Regions from separate parts of the Pan troglodytes genome. Here region 1 is linked to region 2. The links are chromatin contacts, called in public Hi-C maps. All regions are on one chromosome and are shown on one strand. The core of a region is the stretch at or near the end of the contact, and the rest is flanking DNA. Distances in the headings are between cores, read along the strand shown.

Region 1 (6,048 bases), core at 808-3,307, 70 kb after region 2:
GCCCTCTGTCCCTCCAGCTGGGCATGTCAGAACCTAGAAGTCGTCAATACCTCCCCAATCTCCACATCTAAAAGTCCTTTCAAATCTGTCCCCTTTAACTCTGTCTCCACCATCACCTCTCCAGGACTACAGTAGTCTACTACCTGAACTTTCCCAAACCTACGCGTACCTCTCTAATCCTTTCTTCAATTGTCAGAAAAATCTTAGGGTGTAAAAAATAATAAAAATTATGTCACTTCCTGGCTTTAACCCCTAATAGCCTCCAAAGTGCTGAGTATAAAAACTAAATTTACTGTGGCCTACAATGCCCCCTAAGAAGGTAGCACTTCTGCTCACCAGACCCTCTCCTGCCCAGAGGCCCACTCTTTCTTCTGGCAGGATCCTCCCACCCCGCCCCCCCCAAATTAATCCCTGTGTCTTAAGAGCTCAGCTCAAATGTGACTGCTGAGGGAAACCCCCAGATGCGCCCTCCCCAGCTAGGTTAGATGCCGTTGAGCATCAGGTCTGCCCAACATTACTGATCTCTTGAGCACCTACAGTTTCACTTCTTGGGTTAAAGCAAGGAGGCCCTGTTCTGAAGGAGCTTACCATCTGGCCTGAGAGGGTGATAAAGGGAAGAAAAATGTAAACAAGGTTCAAACTTTGATAAATGCCATTAAGAAAAGTGGGGTGATGAAGTAATTATCATTGCACTCTGTTATTTTCCTTCATGGCTATCTATCACAACTGTAATTAGTTGTGTGTGTGTCATTATCTGATGAATGAATGTCACTGTTTCCCCCATAACACAGTGCCTGAAAAAGAGTACATTCAATTGTTAAGGCTGCCAGGCGCGGTGGCTCATGCCTGTAATCCCAACGCTTCGGGAGGCTGAGGCAGGAGGATTCCTTGAGCCCAGGAGTTCAAGACCAGCCCGGGCAACATGGCGAGACTCCTCTGTCTCTGCAAAACAACAATAACAACAGCCAGGCGTGGCCAAACCTGTGGTCTCAGCTATTCGGGAGGCTGAGGTGGGAGGATCGCTTGAGTCCAGGGGGACGAGGCTGCAGTGAGCTGTGATCGCACCATCGCACTCCAACCTGGGTGAGAGCTAGACCCATCTCAAAAACAAACAAAAACGTTAACGTTCAGTTCCTTAAATACAGAGCCGGCGAGGGGTCATCCCTAGGACTGAGATTCAGGGCTGAGAGGATTAGGGCGGGGGCCGGAGGTAATCTGAGGCAAGGAGCGGAGCCCGGGGAGGAGGGTCCCTGAATTAATGAAGGTGGGTCTACTCTACGGGACTTAGCTTACACAATTCGCTTCACTTTGGAATTCACTTGGAGCTGGTATACGTGGTGCACCGGTATTGTTGTACCGGTATTGTACCAAAGGGACTTTACCGACTGCTTGATTGGCTTCTGTATATGGGGCTAGGTCAGAGTTAACCTTTTTACTGCGCGCCTACTAAGTAGAGATTTCTCCGTTAACGTTTAGAAATGCAAAATCCAGAGGAAGGAAGGTTCTTACCCTTTTTCTCCTTTGTTGACAAATTTCTGAACCTCTTTCACCCCGCGCCGAATCTGCTTCTGCTTCACCGCTGCAACGACAGAAGAGTCGGTCGGGGGCCTCGCTCAGCCACCCGCGCACCCATCCCACCCGCGCACCCATCCCGGCCACGCCGCCGTCCGCCTCACCTTTCTTGATGCATTTGTAGAGCTTCCGCGTGAGGCGGCGAGAAGCCAGGGGCTGCGCGATGGGGTTCTGGTTGACCAGCAGCTCCTGGTAGGTGCGCTCCCCGGAACACGCCTCCGCCTGAGCCTCGGGCCCGTCGGGATCTGCCTTTATTTTGGTCATCGCAGCGGCCGCTGAAACCTAGTCCCAGGGAGGCGAGCCCACGCGGTCCACAGCTTTAGGCATCACTTCCAGGTCATCAGCTGCGCGAGAAGCCGCCGTACAACACGGCCAATCAGGAAAGGAAGTCTCCGACTCAGCCCAATCGTTGACGCCCAGCTTCGTAACTACGGAGAGCGGAGAGGGGCGGAGTCATGGTCCTTAAGGCGGGGCCATCCCCGGACCAAGGGACTGGGCGGAACCGATTAGGGCGGAGCGGAGGGAATGTGAGGCAAGGGGCGGAGCCCTGGGAATCGGGGCCGGAGAGGGCGGGGCTCTGGGTGCTGGAAAGGCTGCCTCCTTTTTTTTCTTTTTTGAGGCAGTTTCGCTCTTATTGCCCAGGCTGGAGTACAGTGGCGCAATCTCGACTCACTGCAACCTCCGCCTCCCGGGTTCAAGCGATTCTCCTACTTCAGCCTCCCGAGTAGCTGGGATTGCAGGCATGCGCCACCACGCCCAGATAATTTTGTATTTTTACTAGAGACAGGGTTTCTCCATGTTAGTCAGGCTGGTCTTGAACTCCTGACCTCAGGCGATCCGCCCGCCTCGGCCTCCCAAAGTGCTGGGATTACAGGCGTGAGCCACCGCGCCCGGCCTAAGGCTGCCTCCTTTCTTGCATAATTTTTCTTTGTTTTCTGACCCCTGGACCCGGCTGCGCAGGTGTGAAAGATACAGAGCAAGGAATGACCCCACTGACCTGCGTCGGCACCGCTTTTCCACAGATAGCGTGTGGCTCACTCTCATCCCGCAGGGTTCCGTTTCAGTGTTTCCCATGGGAGAGGTTTCCCTGGTGATTTTATCTAAAATTGCAGTCCCCTCTCTCTCCAAACCAGCATCCCTTCACCCGCTATTTTCCCGCAGTTCTTACCATTGCCTGACGCTACACATGCAGAGGGCCTAGCCGAGAAGCCAGCCGGGGCTGAGGGAAGGACGGCCCCAGCGAAGCCGGGAACAGCGGAGGGAAGGCTTTGGGGACTGAGCTCCCTGCCGTGCAGGGTGAGAGCTATGAGGAGCTGCCCTTTGGACGGGTCTGTAGAAGGTAAAGGGACAGAGATGCCAGGGCGTGGGGGGCGGTGGCAGGCCGAGAACCAGTGGATCTTGGTATCTCTGATTAGCCTCTTCCACTATATTTTGGAACTCTGGATGGATATTAATTAGATAATCGCTGCAAATTACTAATTTGTAATACTAATTACCTTTGATCCTGATGTGGCAGGCCTGCCATTTTTGTGTTGCTGGAACAGGCCAGTAAGTAGAAACTTAGAAGTGTTCTGGTAGTTGTGGGTGGGAGCATAGGTCAGTTAAACCAACTTAAAAATTGGCCTTTCCCGGGTGTGGTGACTCGTGCCTGTGGTTCCAGCTACCCGGGAGGCTGAGAGGGGGCTCGCTTGAGCCCAGAAGTTAGAGGCTTCAGTGAGCCATGACTGCACCTGTGAATAGCCACTGCACTCCAGTCTGGGCCACCCAGAAAAATCTTGTCTCTAAAACAAAACAACAACAAAAACCTTGTAACTCTGAACTAAAGTGCAATAAATTTTGTTTTGCATCAAATAAAAACAAATAGGCAGGGCGCGGTGCCTCACGCCTGTAATCCCAGCACTTTGGGAGGCCGAGGCGGGCAGATCATGAGGTCAGGAGATCGAGACCATCCTGGCTAACACGGTGAAACCCCCGTCTCTACTAAAAATCACTCTGTCCAGCAGAGTGATGGAGAATTTCATTCCTGAGAACCCAGTTCAAACAAATTCAAACAAATGGGCTCGCTTGACTGACCTCACTCAGAGCCTCGGTTGTGAAGTCCCTTCAGCTCTTACATGGAAGGAAAAAGAAAGTTAACATTTATGTGGCGAGCATATTATATACAATATCTCATTCAGTGCTCACCAAAAAATACCTCTATGGTAAAGGTAAAGACTTTACCATCCTTTTACCAGGAATATATAACTTTATATTCACAATTTACTGACACACATAAAGGTGAATAGTTTGGTACAGCTCACACAAAGCTGGATTTGAACCCAGGTCCACTTGTCTCCAAGCCCAGACTTTACCCATACCTGTGATTTGACATTTGACTTCAGCTCAAAAGGATATGTAAATAGTGAAAGTGTAGGAACCTCAGCTTGGCCCAGGTCACACGTGTCTGCATTTTGAGCCATAAGACAATGAAGCGCTGAGAACAAATATGTCTTCAGAAAACCACAGTGTTTTCTTTTTCTTTTTCTTTTTTTTTTTTTTTTTTGAGATGGAGTCTCGCACTTTGGCCCAGGCTGGAGTGCAGTGGCACCATCTCGGCTCACTGCAAGCTCCGCCTCCCAGGTTCACGCCATTCTCCTGCCTCAGCCTGCCAAGTAGCTGGGACTACAGGCACCCACCACCACGTCCGGCTAATTTTTTGTATTTTTAGTAGAGACAGGGTTTCACTAGGGTTTCACCGTGTTAGCCAGGACGGTCTCGATCTCCTGACCTCGTGATCTGCCCGCCTCGGCCTCCCAAAGTGCTGGGATTACAAGCGTGAGCCACCGCGCCTGGCCCCCTTTTTTTTTTTTTTAAGACAGAGTCTCCCTTTGTCACCCAGGCTGTGGCATGATCTCAGCTCACTGCAATATCTGCCTCCCAGGTTCAAGTGATCCTACTGCCTCAGCCTCCCAAGTAGCTGGGATTACAGGCACCCACCACCATGCCCAGCTAATTTTTGTATTTTTAGGAGAGATAGGGTTTTACCATGTTGGCCAGGCTGGCCTCGAACTCCTGACCTCAAGTGATCCACTCGCCTTGGCCTCCCAAAGTGTTGGGATTACAGATGTAAGCCACCGCACCTGGCCTGTTTTCTTTTTTTGTTGTTAACACACTGTGTATTTCTTATCTTTTTTTTTTTTCGAGACGGAGTCTCGCTCTGTCACCCAGGCTGGAGTATAGTGGCCCCATCTTGGCTCACTGCAAGCTCTGCCTCCTGGAATCACGCCATTCTCCTGCCTCAGCCTCCCGAGTAGCTGGGACTACTGGTGCCTGCCACTATGCCTAGCTAATTTTTGTTTGTTTGTTTGTTTGAGACAGAGTCTCACTCTGTCGCCCAGGCTGGAGTGCAGTGGCACGATCTTGGCTCACCACAACCTCCACCACCCGGGTTCAAGCGATTCTCCTGCCTCAGCCTCCCGAGTAGCTGGGATTACAGACACCTGCCACTGCACCCAGCTAATTTTTGTAGTTTTAGTAGAGACGGGGTTTCACCATCTTGGCCACGCTGGTCTTGAACTCATGACCTCATGATCCACCCGCCTCGGCCTCCCAAAGTGCTGGGATTACAGGTGTGAGCCACTGTGCCCGGCCACACCCAGCTAATTTTTTGTATTTTGAGTAGAGATGGGGTTTCACTGTGTTATTCAGGATGGTCTTGATCTCTGACCTTGTGATCTGCCTGCCTGGGCCTCCCAAAGTGCTGGGATTACAGGTGTGAGCCACCGCGCCCAGCCAACACATTGTGTATTTCTAAAGCCAGACTCAGAAATCTGTTCTGAACCGAGGTAGTTTTGCATGACTTTATTACTTTATGGATTTTGTTGGAATGGCTATTTGAGCTTACTTTTTTTTTTCTTTTTTCTTTTTTTTTTGAGATGGAGTCTTGCTCTGTTGCCCCAGCTGGAGTGCAGTAGCGCAATCTCGGCTCACTGCAACCTCTGCCTCCCGGGTTCAAGCGAGTCTCATGCCTCAGCCTCCCAAGTAGCTGGGATTACAGGCATGCACCACCACACCTGGCTAATTTTTGTATTTTAGTAGAGACAGAGGTTCACCATGTTGGCCAGGCTGGTCTCAAACTCCTGACCTCACGTGATCTGCCCACCTCGAACTCCCAAAGTGCTGGGATTACAGGTGTGAGCTACTGTGCCCAGCTGAGTTTACTTTAAGCAGTGTACAGTGACTGATAACATAAAAATTAATGGACACTGGTCCAGAGCTCTAAATGACAAATGACTTTAGGCAAGTCATTTAGCCTCTCTGGGCGTCAGTGCTTCACCATAAAGTGAGAAAGTTAGATCTAGATGGACTAAGGTCCATCTTTTAAAAAATTGGGGAGGATTTATTTATTTGTTTATTTATTTATTTATTTATTTATTTTGAGACGGAGTCTTGCTCTGTCACCCAGGCTGGAGTGCAGTGGCACGATCTCAGCTCACT
Region 2 (6,226 bases), core at 127-2,626:
TGGGCGGTTCACTTGAGCCCAGGAGTTCAAGACCAGCCTGGACAAAAAAGCAAGACCCTGTCTCTACAAAAATTTTTAAAAATTAGCCAGGCAGGGTGGTGCACACCTGGGTTAGTCCCAGCTACTCTGAAGGCTGAGGTACAAGGATCACTTGAGCCCGGGAAGTCAAGGCTGCAGTGAGTCAAGATTGTGCCACTGCACTCCAGCCTGGGCAACAGAGTGAGCCCTTGTCAAAATAAAGAGGCTAGGCGTGGTGGCTCATGACTGTAATCCCACCATGTTGGGAGGCTGAGGTTGATCACTTGAGCCCGAGAGTTCCAGATTAGACAAGATCTCGCTCTTTCACCCAGGCTGGAGTGCAGTGGTGCGATTTCAGCTCATTGCAGCCTTGACCTCCCAGGCTCAGGCAATTCTCCCACCTCAGCCTCCTGAGTAGCTGGGACTACATGTGTATGCCACTACGCCTGGCTAACTTTTTATTTTTATTTTTTGGTAGAGATGGGGGTCTTGCTTTGTTGCCCAGTCTGGTCTTGAATTGCTGGCCTCAAGCAATCTTCCTGCTTTGGCCTTGCTGAGATTACAGGCATGAGTCACCATATCTAGCATCATTTTCTTTTCTATTTGTATTTTTTTTTTGAGACAGGGTCTTGCTCTGTCACCCAGGCTGGAGTGCAGTGGCACAATCTTGGCTCACTGCAACCTCCGCCTCCCAGGTTGGATCGATTCTTGTCCCTCAGTCTCCCTAGTAGCTAGGATTACAGATGTGTGCCACCATGCCTGGCTAATTTTTGTATTTTTAATAGAGATGAGGTTTCACCATGACTGCCAGGCTGGTTTTGAACTCCCGGCCTCAAGTGATCTGCCTGCCTCAGCCTCCCAAAATGCTGAGACTCCAGGTGTGAGTCACCGCTCCCAGCTTCTTTTCTATTTGTATTCTATTTCAGGGTTGTTGGTTTTTTTTTTTTTTGGTTTAACTGCACTTTTTGAGTATGTAATTTAATGTTCATGATTCGAAAGTCAAAACCATATCAAAAGGTGAGCTCCGAGCATCTCCCTTTCCCATGGCACACGTGCATTTGCAGCGAGCATCTCCCTTTCCCATGGCACACGTGCATTTGCAGGAGCTGCCTCCACGCCTCCCAACTCCACTGCTCCGGCCTCCAGCCTGGCCCTCTTGGACACAGAGCTTGGACACCCAGGTTCCTGTCAGGACTGAAGTGGCCTAGAGCTGGCAGGGCCCCTAGAGGTCATCCACCATGCTTCTCCCTCCAGCAGACAGAAAGTGGATGTCAGACTTCTGGCCACCAGGGCAGGAGCAGAACTCAGGCGTGGCACTTCACAGTTCCAGAACCCTAGGGTCTCTCAGGCTGGAGTGGGGGTGGGGCACTCACCTTTATCCAGCTGCCTCTGCTAGTCAAGCAAAAGCACTGGGCAGGCTGTTTTCATGTAAATCCTCCTGACAACACTGGGAAGGAAGACACAGACACGTGGAAAGCTTCAAAGACCTAACTGGTCTGACCCAAACTCCTTGCTTTTCTGACACTGTATCACAAATAAAGTCTTCTCCTGCCATTCCCACCAATCAATTTCATCCTAAGTTCTTCGCTTACACCAGCAGCAGCATCTTCCAGGCTTCCAGGCCAGCAGTGGAGGAGTCATTTTTAGCTCTTCCTTCTCCTTCACCCTGGCATCCCATTTGTGGGCACAGAGCCCGGCCCTAGAGGGCTGGGAGAAACCGCAGAGGGCATCCAGTTCAGCTGCCCACGTAACACTTGGATTTTCTGTAAACATTTGTGGTGAAGCTGCTGCCCAGGCTCAGCCTAAACACGGCCCCCACCTCTGTGCGAGGGAGCTCGCCACTCCCTGACATGACCTGTTGCATCTTGAAACGGTTATGATGTTCAAAAGTCTGCCTCAGTTTGAGATTAAATCTGCCTCCCTGTTGCCTCCTCTCCTCGCTCCCTGCACGCACGTCCGCCGGTTCTAGTTTTTTGCGGGGGTGGCATAGAACCGATCTGACCTCTTCTCTATCTTAGCCCTTTGAATGAGAAAGCCGTGATCAAGCCCCCAGCGGGTAAATATTCCCCATTGCTCCAGCTGGTCCTCATATGACATAGTTTCAAATCACTAGACAGTCTAGTCCCTTCTCCAATCATGTGTCAGTTCATCTAAATTGGGTGTTGCAAACTCAATGCCTAAGGGGGCCAAGCAAGCGGCATCGGTGAGTGAGACGGGTGGAGCGTAGCAATACGGAGTGGTGGGGACTGCGGCCAAGAGGTGTTTCAGCCAATTGCTGCCACGCAGAAGTGAGGCCCTGCATCCCCAGATCCTCTCGTTTTCGAATAGGAATCAGTATAATTTGGGTTTGGATTTGAAATGTTCTGATTTTTTGAGTTGGTTATTAATTTTTCTTTTTTTTTTTTGAGACAGAGTCTCACTCTGTCACCCAGGCTGGAGTGCAGTGGTGCGATCTCGGCTCACTGCAACCTCTACCGCCCAGGTTCAAGCGATTCTCCTGCCTCAGCCTCCCATGTAGCTGGAACTACAGGCACGTGCCACCATGCCCACCTAATTTTTTGTATTTTTAGTAGAGACGGGGTTTCACCATGTTAGCCAGGATGGTCTCAATTAATTTTTCAAACACAACACACTATATGAATCAACACTGTGAAGCAAACAAAAACCTATGGGCACCATCCCAGCACTTTGGGAGGCCGAGGTGGGCAGATCACGAGGTCAGGAGATCGAGACCATCCTGGCTAACACGGTGAAACCCCGTCTCTACTCAAAATACAAAAAATTAGCCAGGCATGGTGGTGGGTTCCTGTAGTCCCAGCTACTCGGGAGGCTGAGGCAGGAGAATGGATGAACCCGGGAGGCGGAGCTTGCAGTGAGCCGAAATGGTGTCACTGCACTCCAGCCTGGGCGACAGAGCAAGACTCCGTCTCAAAAACAAACAACAAAACAAAACAAACCTATGGGCACCAGTGTGCAACCTCTGGTTTACTGGCATCTTAAAATGTGCTACATAAAATTTGCTGGGTGCTGGCCAGGGACAGTGGCTCATGCCTGTCATCCCAACACTTTGGGAGGCCAAGGCAGGCGGATTGCTTGAGTCCAGGAGCTTGAGACCAGCCTGGGCAACATGGCAAAACCCCATCTCTATTAAAAATACAAAAATTAGCCGGGTGTGGTGGCACTTGTCTGTAGTCCCAGCTACTTGGGAGGCTGAGGTGGGAGAATCACCTAAGCCAGGGAGGTTGAGGCTGCAGTGAGCAGAGATCACACCACTGCACACCTGCCTGGGCAACCAGAGTGAGACCCTGTCTCAAAAAGATAAATAAATAAAATTTGCTGGATGTGGTCACGTTGCCTGTGGTCACAGCTACTTGGGAGGCTGGGGTGGGAGGACAGATTGAGCACAGGACTTCCAAACCAACCCGCAGTGCCCTGACCAGCCAGCTGTCTCCCTCTCCCACCCCTCCTCCTCACCGAAGCCCAGGGCACCCTCATCACCCTGTTGTCAGCCCCTGCCCTAGGGACTTACTGTGGCCAGACCTCAATGCCAGGCCCGGCCCCTCCTGGAGAGCACGCAGGCCAGGGCCTTGTCTCACGCACCCGTTGGCTTCTCCCCTCCTTTCTCGCCCACTCCTCCACACTTTTGCTCAAGCCAAGCCTGCCTCAAGGTGCCTTCTTCCTCCCCTGCCCGCATCTTATGTCCTCTCTGAGGCCTTCCCTGGTGGCTAAGCCCACAGTGGTGTCCCTCACGTGCTTGGCCAGTACTACGTGTAAAATGGGGAGAATGACAGACCAAACTCAAAGAGTGTCTGAGGAATGAATGAGGGGACTCGGGTCAAGTGCTTGGAGTAGAAGCTGGCACACAGCAGTGCTTGATGAACATCAGAGCCATGCATTATTATTAATATCACTCTTAATATCCCATTTCATGCTGAATCCACATGCTGCCTGATGCTCTCTTTCACATTTGCTAATCACATCTCTCCAATTGAGTGAGGAAGCAGAAAGGACCCTGGAGGCAGAGACTGGTGGACCTGGATCTGAATTCCATGTTTCCCGTGTGTTACCCCAGGGAAGTCACATAACCTCTCTTGGCCTCTGTTTTCGAGTCTGTAAAACGGAGCTAATGAGTCCCCATCCTCAGAGCTGTGATAAGGATCTGATGAGGCAATGTCTGCGAAAGCTCTAAGTAAACTGGGAAGAAATGCTGTGAGAACGACCATTGCCGGGGAGGAAATTCCAGGCCAGCCATCGTATTGCTGGAGTCAAGGGCCAGGTGGTTTTGCTTTTGATCAGATCTAGAATGTCCACAAATGGCTAGTCTGTGCCAGACTTTTGAAGTATGAAGTACACTGTAAAGTCACCTCTAAACCTCTCCACTTGTCCCCTCCAGTCTGTCCCTGGATGCTCTCTGCACCAACTGGCCCTTTTCATTCTCTCCTGGTATCCCAGCCTCCTGACCTCCCTTCCCAGACTCTGCCCACTTAAGTCAATCTCTGCACTGTGGCCAGCATGATCTACCTTCCTGCAGCCCATTCACTCATTCGCTCACTCATACATTACACAATTGTTTATTCAGTTATTACCAGGTGTTCTGGAAATAAAACAGACCAAAATCCCTGCCCTGATGGGTTTTACATTCTAGCAAAATACAGACTTATTATGTAACCTCTGTGCTTTAAAAACTCAACTGGTTTTCCAATTATGCTGGAGTCAACAAAAGTCTTGGCCGGGCGCGGTGGCTCACGCCTGTAATCCCGGCACTTTGGGAGGCTGAGGTGGTCAGATCACGAGGTCAGGAGATCGAGACCATCCTGGTCAACATGGTGAAACCCCGTCTCCACTAAAAATACGAAAAGTAGCTGGGCGTGGTGGCACATGCCTGTAGTCCCAGCTACTCTGGAGACTGAGGCAGGAGAATTGCTTGAACCAGGGTGTCGGAGGTTGCAGTGTGCTGAGATTGCGGCACTGCACTCCAGCCTGGTGACAAAGCCAGACTCAGTCTCAGAAAAAAAAAAAAAAAAAAGTCTCGAGCGTAGCCTCCAGGACAGTTTGTGGTCAGCCTCTGCTCGCTTTCAGCTCCCTCCCCGCCTTCCCAGAAGGGAAGGCTGCCTTGGGCTCCAGGTGGGCCACGCCCCTTCAGACGCAGTGACCTTGCTTTGGCTGTTTTCGCAGTCTGGAAAGTCCTCTTTTGAGTTACAGGTTGCTGAATGTTTTCTCCGTAGAGGAGTTTCTTCTCAGTCTGGCCTGGTGGCCCAGGTCAGGGGCCTCTCCTCCCCTGAGGTCTGCAGACAGACAAGTCACCCGGAGGCTCCTGACAAGGACTCTGCTTGACCCAATATTAGTCGGGCCCCTGAGGCTTCTCCTAGACCCATCTGTGTGCTTCCTTATACAATCCAGTTTTAGCAGGAACCCTGCTAGCTCACTGTGGCAGAAACCCCCCACCCTCCATATCTGATCACCCTTGATATCTGGTCAGGCTCCTCCTCCCCATCACCCCTCTGGTGATGTCTGGTCACCCCAGCCTGTCTTCAGCTAGAATCGTGTTAGGTGAGTTCAGCTAGAATCCCCGACCCCTGATGTTGCTGTTAGTAATTCCCCATCCCCTGGCCCCCACCCTGCTCCTTGGCTATCACCCCCCACTCGCCCATGCCGTACTGGGAGTTGAGCCCAGTCTCTCTCCCCGACTGCAACAGCCCACTCCAGCAGTTCCTGTGTCTATCTCCACGGTCCTGAATAAAGTCTGCCTTACTGTGCTTTTTTTTCTTTTTTTCTTTTTTTTTTGAGATGGAGTCTCACTGTGTCACCTAGGCTGGAGTGCAGTGGCACGATCTTGGCTCACTGCAGCCTCCGCCTCCCAGATTCAAGTGATTCTCTGCCTCAGCCTCCCGAGTAGCTGGGATTACAGGCACGTGCCACCACACCCATTTAATTTTATTATTACTATTATTATTGAGACAGAGTCTCACTCTGTCACCCAGGCTGGAGTGCAGTGGCACAATCTTGGCTCACTGCAACCTCCGCCTCCCAGGTTCAAACAATTCTCCTGCCTCAGCCTTCCAAGTAGCTGCGACTACAGGTGCCTGCCACCACGCCCGGCTAATTTTTGTATTTTTAGTAGAGACCGGTTTCACCGTATTGACCAGGCTGGTTTTGAACTCCTGACCTTGTGATCCACTCGCCTCGGCCTCCCAAAGTTTTGGGATTA

Evidence for each region. A called contact is a pair of places that touch in the nucleus more often than the background predicts.
Region 1: a contact with region 2 is called in a Hi-C map of induced pluripotent stem cells, with 2.7 times the contacts expected there. The contact joins the promoter of NHP2 here to the enhancer-like site in region 2. A contact is called at or near these places in 5 of 7 Hi-C or Micro-C datasets (blood, induced pluripotent stem cells, a lymphoblastoid cell line and 1 more), 1 of 1 datasets of contacts at active chromatin or transcription factors (stem cell-derived excitatory neurons) and 1 of 1 other capture datasets (stem cell-derived neural stem cells).

What each region holds. Positions count from the first base shown.
Region 1 is chr4:175,620,018-175,626,065 of NHGRI_mPanTro3-v2.0_pri, forward strand. NHP2 (NHP2 ribonucleoprotein) reads right to left here and starts at 2,058. Exons shown (of 4, transcript XM_009450278.5): 1 at 1,677-2,058; 2 at 1,510-1,579. The coding sequence starts at 1,836.
Region 2 is chr4:175,550,480-175,556,705 of NHGRI_mPanTro3-v2.0_pri, forward strand. No RefSeq gene overlaps it. Among named protein-coding and RNA genes, the nearest start is that of N4BP3, 28 kb to the right of the region's middle. Within about 2 kb of position 1,377, at least 1 of the 24 cell types and tissues checked has an H3K27ac peak or open chromatin away from gene starts, as enhancers often do. A contact at or near this core is called in induced pluripotent stem cells, where this site is marked.